Regions from separate parts of the Danio rerio genome. Here region 1 is linked to region 2. Evidence: chromatin contacts called from public Micro-C data. All regions are on one chromosome and are shown on one strand. The core of a region is the stretch at or near the end of the contact, and the rest is flanking DNA. Distances in the headings are between cores, read along the strand shown.

Region 1 (2,789 bases), core at 247-2,746, 77 kb after region 2:
TTTTTTAATCACATCTCATTCCAGGCTATCTGGATTACTTGCTTCTGACTGATCAGTCGTGACATTCCAAGGTATGTTATTCCGAGATAACAACCACTCAATAACACTGGCTCATCTAGAAACTTCTAATCACATTGACGTCAGATGATTCTGTATTTATACATATTGTTCTTTCTTCATGGTGCCATCTATGTTGTGAAGTGGACCAGTCCCTCCTGCAATAAACTTCATCCGAGAATTAGATAAGCCTGGTTTTCACACACTGGATCACAAATTGTAATTTGTAACAATTCTGTAAATACAATGCAAGTGGATCATAATCCAATGTAATATAATGATTTGTTTGTTAGAATTAAGTCAGGCACATATAAGCATTAATTTAATACATTTTATGTAATACATAAATAAACAACATAATGCACATATAAGGAAATTAAACTAGTAAATTGCAACTTTATATTGTTTAAATTAGAAATAGGCTATATGAAAACTTTACTACACTGTAAAAATCCTTTTTAAGATGAATCAGATTAATCATGAGTTTATTAAGCTAATATTATTTTAAACTGACTTAAAACAGCTTGCATAACATTACATTAATAACATAGCATTAATAAAATTAAAATAGAACATGATTACCTTAGTTCAGTAAGTTAAAATGACCTAAAACATATGCTGTCAGGACTAATTGATCAAATCATTTTTCACAGTGTAGCTAATGTTTGTATCTAATTTATTTATGTGCTGTGTCCATGTTTGGGTAGTTGTTACTGCAATTAATGACAAATATTTTAGCCAAAATTAGTAATCAATACCATGCTTTAAAATTAAATTCATTAGTATATTCTCCTCGCCTCTAGGTTACAGCAGGTAAGGTAATGCAGGTGTACCACACTATTAAACATAACATCAGCTATATCACTGCTGCAAAGCTGTAAAAGAGAAAGCCTGACTGCATCTGTTTACACAGATTTCAGTCAAATTATTTTAATGTCCAAGTGTTCATACTTTCCTGAAAACATATTTTCAGTTGCGATTTACCACCACTGGCATGCTATTGGGCCTGTGATCACTGTGGTCTTGGCCCCCAAGTGAAATGGCCCCTGCTGCAGTAAACATCCCTTATTTTTTGTCTCAAAAGTGGACACCCTGTTTACTAGGCTATTAGTAAAAATCACTGTACCAAATGTTCACTGCATCCAACAGCTTATTAGTGAGGTTGTTACATGAATGCTAGTCCACTAGCTTAGTAAATTCCTGCACTTGTCGCTGTTAAGCTTCAGGAAATTGCATCATAATTACATACTAACCCGGGATTACTTTACATGTTACATCCGAGAGGCTGTATTAGATTTGAGTTCTTACAAACGAATGTTTTGTCAGAGAATCGCGTTCCCTAATTCATATTTAAGGATTACCTCCAGGAGCTGGCATACAAAGAGTTTCATAGTAAGTTTCTTCAGTCACATCAATGTTTACATCATCGTCAGTTTTCTACACACAGATCCACTGCGCCCTCTAGTGTTTGATTGAGAAGATTCATTGAGAACTATGGTAAGCACCTACGTAGCCTACCAAACATTCATTCATTCATTTTCCTTCAGCTTAGTCCCTTATTTATCAGGGGTTGCCTTACCGTAATTATTGAATAAAGTGGGTAATAACTTGGAAATATTCCTAAGCCAACCCATATAACCTATGTAGTTATAGCCTATAACCTGGCAGTACACAGTATAATATATATCGGCTTGCATGGAAAAGAAGGTACTTTGAGGTGAAGCATCTTAAACCTTATCGCAGAAGAAAGTCTCTCACACACAGAAAGCATATTTCATGGCCTAAAGGACATGGGCTCTCAAATATCCGAGCATGACAATTGAAGGTTTATGGTGTGGCCTTGAGACTGCGGCCATGACTAAAGCCGAGCATCACATAAAAGACGCTCACTGTGCAGCTCCGGTTCCACTTCATCCTTTTATACAGTGGTGACCATGAATCAAAGATGTCCAAGCTATTTAGTGGACGCACGGAAACTAGACTTGAACACAAACAAGATTTGGATCACTGAGACTTAATTCACTCTTTTCTGCTCATCTGGTCAGGCTTCTGCTGGGAAAATAAATAAATCAATAATTCATATACTGGTGGGTCATTCCTAGGCCCACGCAGAATCTGAGCGCGCAGAATTCCGCAGATTTTTAGCCCATCATTAATTCTGTTTATTTACTTGAAGTGTGTAAATCTTCATTTATTCATTTTTTTAAATTAATTAATATTACTAACATGAAAATCTGATTTATGTACAATGCAGTAAGTAAAATTTTCTGTCTTTTAGTAGTTAGGCCTATCTTATATCTTATTGGATTTGCATTGTAAACATTAAAAAAAAGTATTTTTTATTTTTACATATTAATGTTTTAGTGATACTCCCAAAATAATTTCTCAGATTTTTAGTCCATCATCAATTCTGTTTCAAGAGTTCACACTTAGCTGATGATTGATTATAAGCAAGTTTGGCATGCTGTCCCGGGAGAGAGCCATGAGCTCGAAGGTTCTTGAGCCCTGGGCTCCCTCCCGTTTGGAGGAAGATAGGGGAGCCTTGATAAGAGCTGATGACTAAAAATTGAATGCTATGAAAAGATATGCTGCTTTATGAGATTACCTGTATTGCAAAATTTAGATTTATCAATTTACTTGTTGTGCATGTTTTTGGAATGTGGGAGGAAATCGGAGGACCCGGGGAAAACCCACGCAAGCACGGAAAGAGGATGCAAATTACACACAGAAAT
Region 2 (2,749 bases), core at 87-2,586:
ATCCCCTGTTTCATTTTCTATCATATAATTATTTTAATGTGTAATTATAAAATTGAAAAACTTAATCAAACTCTCAAAATATCATCAATTGCTTACGTCATGGAGGCTAATTTATAAACAACTTCTCCCCACATAGTTTTCTTATTTGGAATAATGCCAATATCTTGTATAGAATTAAGTCACTATTCTTTCATTATTGGCTTAACAGCAGTCTGATATAGTTGCTAAATTATTTGATAATGAAGGAACAAAATTTACATTAAATTCCTATTACTTTACAAGAATTTATTATATTAATGTAACCATTACCTGATATGCTGCACAATAGCAGTGCATGTACATCAGCTCTTTCAGTTTGTCCTCCTAAACCTGAACAGGCCTCAGTCGGCTTTGTCTGTTTCTCTGGATTTAAGCCTAATAATCACAAAATGATCTATAATACTAAAAGAAGATATGTGAAGATACCATATGTTGTTTTTTACTGGAACATAGCTTTAACAATATAAACTGGACTCAAGTATGGTCATCAACTCATTTTCCCCCATTACAAATAAGGCTAAATAAATATAACTTAAATTACTTCATAAAATGTATCCTGAAAAATATATATTTCTACAACAATGGAAAATTTATATTAAATTAGAAAACTTTATTTCTTCGTTTATTTTGGTTTTGCCAATATACAAAACTTTTTCGATTAATTTTGAAACTTTTATTGCTTATAATATTTTGAAAACATTTTCCTTATCTTATAAATATGTGATTTGGGCTTTTTTTTTTTTTTTTTTTTTTTTTTTGTTAAAGATAACAAAGATTTTATTTATATGTAAATTTCACATACTCAAGTGTGCAAAAAGTAAACCTCTCAGAAAAGTGGTACTAGAAAAAGATTAAAATGTATATAAAAGTGATTTCGAAGTCTAAAAATAGAAAAGCATTTAATATATGCTCCTCCCTTAACATTGTTGCATAAAAAAATGTTTGTCATGCATTTTCTGGACTAAAATTGCATCATTAACCTTTGCTAACAAATAAAATTTGAATATTTATATGTTTTGAGCTTTCTTCAAAACATCTTTTGTGTTCAACACAATAAAGAATTCCAAAAAGTTTTTAAACCACTTGGGTGAGGGTGAGGACAGTTGTTAATATTTCAACATGAACTCATGCGCATGCGTCCTGCGTCGGTCAGCTGGCGATGATGCGCAGAGGAATCCGAGCTCAGAGAACTGCTAAAGAAACTCGCCTCCTCTCGAGTAATTTACAGGCGTTGAGTGCGCGTGCGCGATCTTCAAAGTTGAGCGAGCGGCTCTGCGCTCGGATTCCTAAGCTCTTCACTGCTGCTCAGTGTGCGCGACATGGACTGAGCGAACGAGCGCGCTTCTCGGACTTTCGGCTTTAGAAGCGCTTTTCGAGTAAATAACGGGCTAGAAAGCGAAGCGATACTAAAGAAAAACACGATGTAGAGAACATACCGATGCTGGACCTTTTGCTTTCACACCTGCACCGCAGAGTTGTATAGTATCTCGCTTGGGGAGAAGGAGACCGCGGTCGGACAAACATGCTCTCGCCGTTCTTGGCGTATTTGCTGTCGGTTGTGCTTCTGTGTCGGATTGCGCGCTCCCAGTACTCAAGTGATCAGTGCAGCTGGAGGGGCAGGTGAGACGCTCTTTAAACATCTATATTAATCCTTTTTTTACCCATTTAGAGTAAAATGCAGTTTCATTTAGTAAAAAGAAGATAGAGATTTAACTCCTTGAACTATTCAATGAGCGAATAGAAAGAGAGATAATGAATATTATGCTATTATTATTATTATTATTATTAATATTAATATTATATTAATATTATTATTAGTCTATGAACACCATTTTTAGCATTAAGGTGTGGAATATTTAGCTACTTTTAGTATTAGGGCCAGTTTTTTTTTTTTTTTTTTTGGTAAAGTGATATTGTTGAGCTTGTATGTACTATATTCTTTATTTGTCTTTCTATTTAGCTTAATTTTATGTAGCATACTCATTTACACTAGAAAACTAATCTATTAGTGATTTTATACTTGAATGATATGGAAATCCATGAAATTTCAAAGAAAGAACTAAGCAGTTTTTCTAACAACTTTTAGTTTAGTTTGTTTTTTGCTTGTATTTTAGTCACTAAAGGAAGGTGTAATATTATGGGGGTTTTTTTTTGCTTCTCAATTAAATGTGTGCTAATATATATTGAAATGTTCAAATATTTGACCTAATAAAAAAGATGGTAAGATAACTGTGCTGGAAAACAAAAATACAACATCTTGTGTTGAACATATCTGGCTTAACCTGAATTCAGAAGCTGTCTGAAGCAGTGATTTCATTTTTACTCACTGGTTTGTCCTAACCCAAGTTAACGACTCGCATATAATATGCAAATCATACTACTTTTTTGGGGGGTTGGTTTTATACAGTACAGTTTAACTAAATGAATGAGCCATTGCCTACACACTCAGGCACTGCATCATAAATGGAAAAACAAAACAAATTCTAGCAGCTTTTTTTGTATGGAGTCCTATTAGGTCAAGATGGCTTCCACATCCTTCATGCTTAAAGTTCTGAAAGATATTAAGCTACTGATTTCCCCACCACATTTCTTCATTGGTATTATTCCTCAGCAGTGGCTCAATTCCATCATCGAAAATTCCTCAAACATGACACATTTGGGGTCTCTGTGAAGTCTTTTTACAGTAATAATACAGTGACTGTTCAGCCAT

What was found. Hi-C and Micro-C count contacts between places; a contact is called where the count stands out from the background.
Region 1: a Micro-C map of caudal fin shows a contact between it and region 2, with 3 times the contacts expected there. The contact joins the enhancer-like site here to the promoter of metrnla in region 2. A contact is called at or near these places in 2 of 18 Hi-C or Micro-C datasets (caudal fin and an unstated tissue).

What each region holds. Positions count from the first base shown.
Region 1 is chr3:49,630,230-49,633,018 of GRCz12tu, forward strand. No RefSeq gene overlaps it. Among named protein-coding and RNA genes, the nearest start is that of atp5pd, 12 kb to the right of the region's middle. Within about 2 kb of position 1,497, at least 5 of the 62 cell types and tissues checked have an H3K27ac peak or open chromatin away from gene starts, as enhancers often do. A contact at or near this core is called in caudal fin, where this site is marked.
Region 2 is chr3:49,553,746-49,556,494 of GRCz12tu, forward strand. metrnla (meteorin like, glial cell differentiation regulator a) reads left to right here and starts at 1,337. Exons shown (of 4, transcript NM_212985.1): 1 at 1,337-1,659. The coding sequence starts at 1,562.